Regions from separate parts of the Mus musculus genome. Here region 2 is linked to region 1. The links are chromatin contacts, called in public HiCAR-type maps. All regions are on one chromosome and are shown on one strand. Each heading gives the region's core, a stretch centred on a gene start, on an enhancer-like site or on the middle of the called end of the contact. The rest is flanking DNA. Distances are from core to core; before and after follow the strand shown. Region 1 has its middle 170 kb from the start of Gm36873. Region 2 has its middle 93 kb from the start of Gm9946.

What was found. HiCAR-type assays count read pairs that join an accessible place to other places.
Region 2: a HiCAR-type map of fibro-adipogenic progenitors shows a contact between it and region 1, with 9 times the contacts expected there. The contact joins two enhancer-like sites. A contact is called at or near these places in 2 of 484 Hi-C or Micro-C datasets (nephron progenitors and palatal mesenchyme) and 1 of 115 datasets of contacts at active chromatin or transcription factors (fibro-adipogenic progenitors).

The regions. Positions count from the first base shown.
Region 1 is chr6:116,956,387-116,962,791 of GRCm38.p6, forward strand. No RefSeq gene overlaps it. Among named protein-coding and RNA genes, the nearest start is that of Gm36873, 170 kb to the left of the region's middle. Within about 2 kb of position 3,550, at least 26 of the 459 cell types and tissues checked have an H3K27ac peak or open chromatin away from gene starts, as enhancers often do. A contact at or near this core is called in fibro-adipogenic progenitors, where this site is marked.
Region 2 is chr6:117,649,952-117,656,356 of GRCm38.p6, forward strand. No RefSeq gene overlaps it. Among named protein-coding and RNA genes, the nearest start is that of Gm9946, 93 kb to the left of the region's middle. Within about 2 kb of position 3,165, at least 56 of the 459 cell types and tissues checked have an H3K27ac peak or open chromatin away from gene starts, as enhancers often do. A contact at or near this core is called in fibro-adipogenic progenitors, where this site is marked.

The DNA.
Region 1 (6,405 bases), core at 2,300-4,799:
CAGGATGGGAGACTTCAGTTGCCTACTTTGAGTAATAAACAGAGTCATGGGTCAAATAATAAACAAGAATACAGAAGATGAAGACAACCACTAAATCACTAGATTCTGCAGACAACTATAAAAACTGTGTCCAAAGAGTGCTGACTGCGCATTCTTCTGAGGTTCACATGCAATAGCCTACTCACGTGGGGCCCTAAAATCAAACTCAATATATATTTTTTAAAAATTGAAGTCATACGAAGTATTTACTCAAACCACAGTGGAACAGAATTAGAAATCAACAAAAGAGAGAGAGAAACTTGGGAGAGTTTCAAATATGTGAAATTAACACACCCCTAAATAACCAATGAGTCAAAGACTATGCTATAAAAGAAGTTAGGAAAGTCCTTAGATAGCAAGTCCTTGTCCAACAGGATGATTCTGTTAAGGTCTTATTGAGGACACAAGTCCCATTCCAGGGAGAAAACGCATCCACGGGACACAAAGAAGCATCCCCAGAGTTTTACTGCTCCTGATTGGTGTAACAAAAGGCAGCTCAGCCAGCTCTGTGCCTGTGGAAGACAGGAGTTCTCCTCCTCTGCCTGTCTTCTCTCCTGCCTCTTCCCATTGGCTTGCCTCTACAGTGTACCCTGTGTTTTCTAGGCCACCAACATGGGCTCATATGTCATTCTCCCTACCATTCATTCAGTGAAGATGGATCTCTTGAGGCTTTTCTCAAGGCAAGCTACATCTTTGGTAATCAGTAGAAAACAAGGCATCTTTATTTGGTGAATGGCTAAGCCTAGACAGGTATGGAACACACAGTAGGTATCCTTAGGTGCTGGGCACAGTTACGGTAGCCCAACTATGCAGATATCCCTTCCCCTTTGCACACTATCACCCCACTGTTTTTCTCAGCACCCCTAAGCTGTTAGGCAGCAGAGATGGATAAGGAGCTCATTTGGTAGGGAAGAGGCACAGAGCCCAGGCGGTCTCTAAATCATGCAACTAGTTAATGCTAAAACCAACATAAAACTCTACTCTACTCCCTTGGCTCCAGAGAGTGTGCTCTTTCCTGCATACCTAAATGTTAAAAGATGGAGGAAGCTTTCATCTTCAAAAGGCTGAGGCTGGACTCAGGGAGTGATATTGGATGTTACATCAGTTGTTCTGCACAAGTTGTTCATTTGGACCACCAAGGCAGCTAAAAGATTAAAAGTAAAAATAAAGGCCTAAATAGAAATTTCTCAAAGGAATATGCTCAAAATGGTCAGCAGACACAGGAAGAATACTCAGCATCAGAAATTGTCAGCACAATGCTGGTCAAAACCATAAAGAGAAACCACCCAGCCCTAGTAAGAATGGTTGGTTTTTAAAAAGACAAAAGATAGCAAGTCCTGGTAAGGATGTGGGGTGAAAGGAACTCTTACACAGATTGCAGGGACATAAATTGGTACAGAAGTTACAGGAGCAAGAATCAAATATTGGGTGATCTAGAAACTCTTCAATGTGGTGTGATGGTGGTGTCTATATGTGTGTATTTGTGTGTGTATGTGTTTTACGTGTGTGTGTGTGTGTGTGTGTGTGTGTGTGTGTGTGTGTGTGTGTGTGTGCGTGTGTGCGCGCGCGCGTGCGCTCAGAGAAAATGAACATTAGATAACAGACAGACATCTACACTCCCATTTTCATTGAGGATCCATTTACAAAGGCTAAGAAAAAAGAAGTAGCCTGCATGTCTATCAACAGATGACTAGAAAACAAGGTGGTACCTGTGCATCATAAATATTATTCAGCCATAGGGACGAATGAAGCCCTGGATTTATAAAACCACAGATGAAGTGGACACCATTATGTTAAGGGAACCAAGACAAGTGAATCGTGACATGTCACTGGTCTCATTTCTATGAAGCACTTACAAGCGTGGTTCTCAGAGCCTGAGAGGATGCTGTTGTTTACTAGAGACCAGGGGAAGGAGGGGAAGAGAAAGGATACAGGAAAGTTGACTACTGCTTTCTCAGGGAGTTCCTCTTGGTTTCTACTCTGTATCTCCCAGCTCATGCACTCCATTTGGGTCATATGAACATTTAAATTAGTGGTTCTTATCCGGAAGAATGTATGTGAATGGCTTGATCTTAGAAAGGCAGCAATTAAAAGCTTTTGCATTATAATGCCGCATGGCAAGCTCTGGGAGAGAGTCGGATCGCAAAGGATGAAGAACAGAGGAACTCTGGGTGCAAAAGAGCAAGGCTTAGAGCTTAGATAAGTTCATGTTGAGTCCTACGGCTTTGAGGGTTTGGTGAAGGGGAATGTGGCTGAGCTTGCTGTCATCGGTAAACCCCAACGAAGATGCACCTGGAAAAGCCCATCACAGGGCATCTCCAAGGCAGGGGAACGAATGGACAGTGGGCCCATAATCACCCAGTGCCAAGGAAGGAAGGAGAACTGAGCAGGGGTCTCCTGGACTTATTTGTACACCGAATATTATACACAGTGTTTCTCATGTCTCATTATGAGGTTATAAGCTCTGGTGAAAGCCAACCCTCTCTTTGCATCAAGGCATCCTTACTTTAAACACAGCTGTGTACTTTGTAATCAGAGACGGAATTAGTCTCTGAAAACCTAATAGATACAGAATTAGACTCTGAAAACAATCCTGTGTATTTGTAGAATCTTCATAGTTATTCTTCCTTTACACCTGTGACACGTAGGCAGAATGACTTCACGATCAAACACCATGTAAAAACTGAGGTTTGACTCAAATTCAGTTCCCTCACTCAGCCTCCATAAGGAACATAGAAAACACATTCTTCCTATGGACTAGTGTTCAACATTCAGTGTGAGCCTGTGGGCTTGGGTCCCAGCAAGTCCTGATCTCTAAGGTTGGGTCCACCATGTGTTTCTAGCCAACAAGAAGGCACATGATGATCACTTACTCAAAGTGCTCGGGACAGGACCACAGAGGGCTGGCAGCTCTAGTCTTTGCTCTGATTTGGGCCAAGTTTTCAATTTTGTGGAGCTCCCGTTCCCTCCACTGTCACATGAGCTTCCATAATGCCAGTCTGAAGTCCTATGTCTGTTGTGAAGATGGTGAACAGTGAGTGATTCACACAGTGGGGACACAGTAGACACTCACTAATGGCAGTACAGAGGGTTCTTCTGTAACCTGAGGTGAGAGCAAGGGGAATTTTGTCATTTTTTTGTTGGGAAGAAAACAGCTGTACGTTTACAATCGGGCATCTGCAGAGCGTAGCCACTGCGTGCTTTAGTCAAAGAAGCCATTCCTGGGGCTGCGTCTCTGGCCCTGTGCCCCTACCAGGCTACAGAGGGTCATTCGAAGTGAACCCAGGACTGTGAACATGGACACATGCTGGGAGATGTCCTCTGTGGTGAACAAGCCCGTTAGAACGATGAAGCCCATAAGCCCCATTCCACCCACAGCGGTTCATTAGGAACAAAACATGACGAGTTCATTTGAATGGCGGCTAATGGCAAACAGATGTGCTGGCAAAGCAAGGCCAACAAAACGCTGTCTCCAAAAGCGTAGCTATGTCCTGGAAAGCCAGGGTCCTGTTTTCACTTTATGTTTCAGTCCTCCAAGTGCGAGTGAGACAGAGGATGGCTAACAGGAAACAGGGTACGACTTTATGCTTCTGCATACTAACAGGCTCCCAGCAGGATGAAAGTGAGGCCGGTGGAAAGAGAAAAGGGTTAGATAGGACTCAGGAAGCTCATCTAACCTGTGCCTACCCGTGGGATGCTTGGAATAGGTTCTTCCAGAAGGTTTCGCTGTAACACAAGGAGAAGAACGTGAACATTATTTACTGAGCTGGTGTCTAGATGCTGTCAGAAGTTGTATGAACACACATGTGCTTGCATACGCACATGCATAACCAGGCACGCACGTGTGCACCCACAAGCACACAAACAGACACGCACATTTCATAATGTCAGTCACATCTAACAGAGCAGTAGAGTGTTAGCTTTTTGTTTTTATTTCTGACTTTACACTTTTGACAGTGTCCAAAGTCATGTTGAGTGACTGGTGTGAGCGTGAGCGCCACTGGCCTGAGCTGAAGTGGGTATAGATGTTAGTGACACAATAGACACAGATAGAAGATGGTGTGCTCTAAATGCCTCTGGAATCTTCAAAACTTCTGTCTGATTTAATCGGGTGGACTGACATGGGGTGAGACAGAGGCAGCAAGATAGAAACTGCAAGCAAGGGAATAGCAAGTGCTTAAAGTCAGGCACTTCCAAAAAACCAGGAAAGGGTTTGTCAAGCACATACTGTGGATTTGGGGTTTAGCTTAAATAAAACTAAGCTGACTTTGGTACCCATAATCTACCTCATCAAGACTGACGAACATTCTAGGGTTAGAGCCCTTGGTTGGGGGTCACTGGGGCAATCAAAGGAGGAAAAGAAAACACTGACTCTTGGGGAATCCCCATCCCTAGCTATTTTTAACTACGAGGTATATGACTGACCTGGGCCACAAAACTGCCTGTCCTCGTGGCCCAGGGGCCTTGTCAAGAGCTTTTTCCCACATCATAAAGTACATGAATTCTCATTTAGTCTGTATCACATCCCCTTTTTAACATATTAAAAATTGTGGTTATCTCAAAATAGTGTCCTTCTGATTTGGATTAGAAATGTATGTAATCTTTACATAAGGAAAAAGAAAAAAACAGAACCTATAGTAGGGTGTACAAAATATTCAATTCCAAGTGAATTAAAAGCTAAATAAGCAAATTTAAGAGAAAATATTTGGAGCTAAGAAAGGGAGGGAAAATATTTTTTAATTAAGATAATATTTAATTTTGTTTGTATGTATGTGTATTTATATGCATTGCATTCATGCATACATGCGTGTGTGTATTTGTATGTATGTGTGCATGTGTATCTGTGTCAGTACTCATGTGTGTGTGTTCGTGTTCAGAATCCAGAACATGGCATTGGATCCCCTGGAACAGGAGTTACAAGCATATATTAGCCATTAGTGGGTGCTGGGATCTGAACTCGGATCCTCTGGGAAACTAGAAAGCTCTCTTTCCAGCCCAGAAAAGGTTATTTTTTTTTTTTTATTTTTGTAGAAAACTGCAACATTAAAAAGAATATAAAAGAAAATATATTAATTTACCTGTACCTTAGTTAAAAGCAGGTTGCATTTCTGGCTAGGGTCAAGAGAATGATAGCAAAAACAAGCAAAAAACAACAATAGTTATACCTTAAACAGACAGGTCTAAAATTAAACAAAATTATCAACAATGAGCATTTTAGTCTCTGGAGAGTGACTGATGCCAGGCCGTGTTGGCACATGCCTTCAGTCCCAGTAGGGGCAAACAGATCTCTGTGAGTTCAGGACAGCAAAACCCTGTCTCAGGGAGAGGGGGTGGGGGAAGAGGGAGAGAGAAAGGGAGCAGGAGCAGGGAGAGGAGGGGAGGAGGAGAGAGACTTAAAGCAAATCAGCATGAAGTTCCACTGGAAACCTGAGCACAAACAGGGGCTCCTGCAGCTGGAAGTTGCTAGGGCTGCTCAGTGTGTGGACTTACCAGGGCAGTGCTGGCCATGAACACCAGAAGATTTGCTGCTGTAGGGGCTAGGGACTTTAATTAGATTTGGGGGTGAAAATGAATGGCCAATGGTGTTTTTAACAAAATAAAGATCGAAACAGGAAAGGAGTGGCCCAGAAGAGTGTTAGCCTGGCACTATTGGTCCAGGTAGCAATTCCTGGCAGAACAGCCTGGAATTTCAGGGAGATATTTTGGCAATTAGAAAGCCATAGAAGACTTTCAAAGGCTCAGTACACTCTCATGTAAAACTGGAAATGCTATGTGCAGACAGAAGACACTAGAAAGCCCAGGAGAAATACAGGCCAGGGTCCTTCTGGTACCTGGCCAGTCCCAAAGGTGCAACTCCTCCTGTACATCCATCCACAGAGATTGGAAGTCCCCCACGCTTTAACATTTTTCCGAGCACAGACCCTCCCTACTATTCAGATGGGGAAGGGCGGGGGTGGACTAGCCCCCCATTATATGGCATCAGGGGCCATATAATGTCAGGGAGCCTGTCTGCAGACAATTCCAGACTGGTTAATAAACAACTACAGAAACTCTCAAGGCAGAAAGCTTCATAGCTCTTTTGATATATCATTAAACATTCCAATATCCAATAACAAAATAAGTATAAGATGTGAAGAGGGAGATAAAAAGAGCCAAGAAGTTTGTAAAAATGTATAAAAACAGTGAACGGAAGTGGAATATAAGTACTGCGAGCACACTTCTCTGAGCATATAAAGACTTCAATTCGTTTTCTGCTAGAGGATTCAAGATCATGTTTAAAGAGGTAAAGGAAAATGTAAGGACAGAAATCTCACAGCTACTGCATCTTTATAAGTAAGGAAATCAGAAAGAGAAACAGGTGTTAAT
Region 2 (6,405 bases), core at 1,915-4,414, 690 kb after region 1:
CTTCCCCTCCTCCTCCCTCCTGCTTCCTATTTCTTCCTCCTTCTCTCCTTTTCCTTTCCTTATTTTATTCCCTCCCTTTTGCTTAGAAGAATGAGGAAAAATCAGCCTCACATAATTAGCTGAAAGCTCTCATTCTTAGGAGAACACAAGAAAAAAATATGACCAGTGGGTCTGGTCTATCTGCAACAATCTGATGACACGTATGAAACAGGCCCTTGATTTGTACTTGAAATACTCTTTAATAACGAGAGAATCTACTTTTGATGTGCTGATCCTTACAGGAGTCCCCTGGTCTCTCCTAGGTAAGAACTGTTGGCTGGTGTCTAGCTGGGGACAACGTAAAAGCGTGTTTTATTGCTGATGATTATGTCCTGCAGAAGAAAACTAAGGAAAAACTAAAAGACCTTAATTTGGGGTTTAAAAAAGGTACAGCTTTTCTCAGTAGGACCAAGGTTGGGCTGTGGCTGAGCTCCCAGGTTCTGGTTAAAGACCAGAGCTGGAAAGGGATGGTCAGTAGTCAGACATCTAGCAGTTCAGAGGCCCCAGGCATCCAAGCTGGGGAAAGTCTTGGGAGCTCTAGGAGGGGCAGGGGTCTGCTCTCTGTCTCTTGCGCTCTCCCTCTTGCTCTTGCTCTTGCTCGAGCTCTCACTGACTTGGGAGCATTTATTATGTGAAGACATGTGGGAAAGTCGGGCTTTTACTAAAGTCCTTGGGTTTTATGGTTTATTGTGGTGTGTATTAGTCAGAACTCTTTCTAACTCCTTTCAAGTGAGGAATTACTCAAGCAGGCTTAGCCTGGGATGAGAGGTGAGCCAGATGAGTGAGTTCTCCTTTACAGCTGCTATCATTTACTGAGTATCCGCTCGCTCTATCAGCTTCTGAACTATGTATGCTGAGCCAGATGTACTGATTCTGGCTGTTTGTTGATTTTGTTGTTGTTTGGGGTTTTTCTTTAGGCAAACAAAGAAAAAAAGAAAGAAAGAAAAGGACAAAAGAAAACAAAAGACCAAGCATGGGTCATATTTATCTCATTTTATCAAATCAACATAATTCTCTTGTGGCAAGAATATTACTGGTGAGATTGTAAAGCTGTATTATTGTGAATTTTTAGATTATTCAATCTTACTATTTTGCAGGTGTAGTTTACAAGAAAACACACCCAACCACCTTAGAGAAAGGCTCATCTGTGGCCTGGGTCCACCTCCCCTATTCCCCCGTACCCCCATACTGTTCACAACAGTAAAACAGACACACAGAACCTAAAACCCTCAAGCCTCATGGTGAGGCCCCAGAGCCACCAGATTTTTATTGGAATTACAATGAACACATCAAAGCCAAAGAGGACCAAGGAGACACATTTGATGGTACCAAATCAGTCTCTTAATTACAAGGCCATGGTGACATAAATACACTTAACAATGGTGTCAGTGACCAGTGCACCTTCATGTAGCTCAGTATGGGATCAACCCTGGTCATACAGTGATAGAGCTGAGGGCGGGAAGTCTAGACTCCTGGGTTTGAGTCCCGACTCCCAACCATGTCACTCTGGACAAAATCTTACTCTGTACCTGATTGTTCATCCAAGAAGCACGGGTGGTAGGATGAGTCACCTGGCAGGACAGCAGTAAGTGACAGTAAGTGACATAAACCCTGGGGAAGGGTCCAGTACAAAATGCCAATCCCGTCCGATCCACTTGGGAAGGCAGCATGCTGGAGCTGCCCACCATGAGCTGTGAACATCTCTCACACATCTTTAACGGAAGGGTTAAAACAAACGTATGAATTTCTCAGCAGAGTGCATCTGTTCTTCCACTGGCTGGAGCCAGCCTTTCCCCTGGTTGAAGGGAACAACAACATGACAGGAGTCTCCATACCTCCTGTGTCTCAGCCCTAACTGCACTATGAAGCCAATGCCAGAGAGCCAAGGAGGACAAAGGAGCCAGAGGTTGAAATGATGTTTCTCCCTCCTTGGCTCTCAAACTGTCCTTGTTTTGATTTATCCACAGGAAAACTGGCTGTGCCTTTGTCTTCTTTCCTCCTTGCAAAGTCAGTGAGCTCCCTGAGCAACTACACACTGCCCACAGCTATTCAAGTGCAACTGGGGAATTCCTTCTACGTTATCTAGAACCTTCATCTGCAAATAGCACTGAAAAGAATCTGATGGGTAAAGGAAACACGGGAGTGGCAGGAGGTGGCGAGTGAGTACTCTTAAAAACACCACTGCTTGCTGGCTCCCATTAGGAAACCTCTGGGAAGGGAGAGCCCAGCCTCCTCTGGGCAGGCTGGAAAGGGCTCTCTGTGATTATAGCAAGCTCCACCTAAGGGGAAATAGAGAGGTCTTGAGAGTCATCCAAACCAGCATGTGGGAAAGACTGCTAAACACCAGCCCAGCCCTTCCTTCTACCTGTTCAGGAACAGCTCTGCTTCCTCCAGTGCAGGCTTAGCCCCCTAGCCTAGAGTTTCATTTTGTTCTGTTCATTTGGCGGGTGGAGGGAGTGAAACAGAGCTTTGTGTAGCCTAGCCTACCCTCCCCAATGCTAGAATTATAGGCCTGCAAGCTAAGAATTTCTCTCTCTTTCTTTAAGATTTATTTTATTTTTGATTCTCTCTCTCTCTCTCTCTCTCTCTCTGTGTGTGTGTGTGTGTGTCTGTGTGTCTGTGTGTGTGTGTCTGTGTGTGTGTGTGTGTGTGTCTGTGTGTGATGTATGTGTGTGTATGTACGTGTAAAAGCACATAGGCCAGAAGCGGGTTCAATCCCTGGAGCTGGAGTCACGCTGTGACCTGCTGAGAACTGAACCGAGGTCCTCAGTAAACGCAGTGTGCGCTCTTAAGCACTGGTCCATCTCCACAGCCCCGTAACACTGTTTAGAAGCTGGGATAAACCACTACGACTCTGGACCCGAAGGAGGCTCCTTTGGGTTGGGGAAATAGAGTAGAGCGGGGCTAAAAAGGGTTCAACACAGAGAACCAACCTCAGAGCAGTCAAGGACAAAGAGGGACATTAAAGGACAGTTTCCACTTTCTGTTTGAAATAACTGTTAGTAGCTGACTGTGTTCGTTTGACCGCAGCTCACTCAGGGCTTGAACCACATGGGGCTTGGCCCTCGGAGTTATGAAATCACAGTGGGCCATGAGGTCCATTTCCAAACAAACTTCTTCCCATAAGCCTCCTGGATCCCGTCCCAGGCGAAGTCCAGGACACTGCTTTCGCTCTCCCCAGGCACTGCCTTGTCCTAACTTGGCAGGATGGAATAGAGTTGCCCAATAATTGAAGTCGGCATTTGGGGGCAGGAAAAGCAGCCACAGAACAATGTTCTACGGGATTGTTTTTGATAAGGGGCGAGCCAGCTGTGACAAACCCAAGCAAATTAAAATGTCTTTTTCAAAAAGGAACACAAGCAACTTCAACCTTCACAACTTGCAGTTGAGCAATACTGACCAAGTGGTGGGGTGCACCTAGCGTGCTAGAGATGCTGGGTCCCAGTACCTCAATAAATACGTGAGAAAATTAACGAAGGAACAAATAAATAAAAAGTATATAAAATTACTTCCCTGTGGGTCTCTAGATCCACAAGGGAATGTTGACTCTATTCTAAGCATGACTAAGGCAATTCAATCCAATCCTAAAAGTACGCATTTGCATTCCAAAGACCAACTACCTTGATATTTAGAAATATTTGTGTGTGTGTGTGTGTGTGTGTGTGTGTGTGTGTGTGTGTGTGATTCATTTGACTTCATTTTCATTGAAAGCAAGTGAGTACAGTCAACTTTTTTTGAATGAAGTGAATTTTCAATCCCCCATGTTAACCTTAATTCTTCCACAGTCTGAGAAAACCATATTTAGAGCATAATGCTACACCCAACCTTTTAAATAAACCACAAAAACAACAATCTGTGCTGCAGCAGACCTACTTGAAGGCTTTACCAGATACGCCTTCCTAATCTCCTAAATTCTTTCCAATCTTTGCTAAAACATTTTATAATGAAAGACAGGTAGCAAATAAAATTACAGAAAGAAAATACACAGGGTCATGTGGTATGTAATATTATCCAGGGCCTGACTTTCCCCTGTCACTCCCTCAGAAAATGCCACAGCTCGTACGTATGGCGACGGCACGCCAGGAACAGCTTCGCATGCGCACTGGTGACGCTGTTAGAATAGTCTGCGACTGTGTGTTCAGTGTCCCGCTTTAGGACCCTTAATTTCCCCAAATAGCGTTGTGAAGTCATATTAGGGTAGTCAGAAGGAAACAAAGCTATTAAAAATATCCTCCAGAAGAGTGAAAAGATGCCAAAAATCACACGCGGACTTAATAACCCCAGTCTTTACAATGGAAAGTCACACTTCTGCCAGAAGTTCTCCTCATTCTGCTAGCCTGGCATGTCGCGTTTAACTTTATGTGCAAGCTTTTGCCTATGTTTATGACTCAGTTGCTTTTTTTTACAACCTCCTCTAAGCTTTGTTATCTTGCTTTTAGCAAACTCTGAACCATTTAAATTTGACAGCAAAAAAAAGTAAAAGCTAACAGGAATACAATGGTCTTTAGACCCACTTAGGATCATTGAAACAACTAGGAAATAAATACCAGTAAGTCATTCCTCTGCAGGAGAGCGCTGAAGCACAGAGAGGTTGAGTAACCAGCCCGGCTCACACACTGCTAAGAAGTGAAGCAGTAGTTTGAACATGAGCAGGCTGGCTCCAGACCTGCTCTCTCTTTGCTATTCAAAAATCTACCTCTTCCAGCATTTCTAAGGCACTCGGAGCTTCAAACCAGGGATTTTAGTCCAAACTGATGGATTTTTACCAGTCATAGGAGTTATTTAATTCTTAAGCAAATCTTTAACCCTTAATAGAGTCATGTTTTATCATCTGTACACAAGATACACCATTCTCTCTCTCTCTCTCTCTCTCTCTCTCTCTCTCTCTCTCTCTCTCTCTCTCTCTCTCCCTCTCTCTCTCTCTCTCTCTCTCTCTCTCTCTCTCTCTCTCTCTCTCACACACACACACACACACACACACACACACACACACACACACACACACCATTTTGATGATGTTTCAGGCATTCTGTTTGCTTTTGGAAAGTAAAGGGCTGAGCTGGGGGCTGCATCTGAACACCCACATCTTCTATGTCTGTCTCACACAGCACAAGTTGGCTGACCACCTTAGCTCTTCTTCACCTACCCTGCCTGCTCCAGCAGCCAGCCTCTCCTGCCCTTACCTCAGGACCCCACAGTTATTAACACATCAAAGACTCCCAGGTCTCCTTCCCATGGTAGAGCTTGGTTTCTACTCTTTCTCTCTCACAGGAGGACACCCAGACTTCAGAGGCCAGCACGGAAGCCCCTGTATAACCTGATGCAGCTCCAGTGCCACCACCTCCCATGTGATTATCTAGGTATCTATGGAGAATTCTCAGGGTCCTCCTGTGTTTGAGCCTGGTCTCTTTCTGTCTCTCCATCTTTAATTATGAAGCCATGTGCATCCATTAAAGTTCAACTCTTCTACCATTTCCTTTACAAAACCTCTGCCAGCTCTGTTCCTCCAGTAAAGGATGGCTATGACATCTTTCTTTGGAACCTTTGGAACCTGCCTCATGGAGAAAGTGCAATGATCCCTTTTAGGGACTGCAAATTGCAAACAACCTGGCTCTATGCCTATGGGCATCAGAATCTCAAGAACGTGAGGATTATTGTGTCTGCTGAGTCCAAGCCTTCACCCTGGGTAAGGATGCCCTGAAGACTGCTGTAGGCTGAAGCATGGGCGGCTCCCAGGTCAAGTTAGAGAACCAGTCAGTGTTGTCCCTGGCCAGCTGCAGATGGCCTCAGCTGATACAGGTCTCTATAGAAAGGCCCTGCAGCTCTCACTGCCACTGCTATGTGCCTCCCCATCTCTCCTATCTCTGAGCACACCATGGAGACCCACAGAAAGCAGAAATCACATTGGCACCACCAACCGTTAGGAAATGTGGGCCTTGGAGAAGGGGTTCTTCTTGAAGTATAAGGAGCTTTGCCTACCTCCTACTCACCTCCCTGCCAGAGGAGCAGGTGAAATAAGTCACACTGTCCCCCAAGATGTGGCCCCTGTGTGTTCCTCTGATAGCTTTTTCTTTATTTATTTTTTTCCAGATTCTATTGTCTGGCAACTGGGATAAAAGACTTTCTCCAAAGGCCAGAGTTCACACCAGTTCCGGAAGCATCTTCCAGCCAGGCGAAGCAATGCCAAAGGGCTAGAAAGGAAGCCTCTGGCATTCCACAGTAAAGCAAATGCAGCCAAAATCTGCATTCTCCTTGTGTGTGTTGGAGCAGTAAGAGGGAGGTGGTGAAGACGGTGACCGATAGCTGGAGGCTAGAAGAGGGGGTGAAAGACACTCAGAGGTGAGGCTGAGAGGAGCTTGCTTGAGA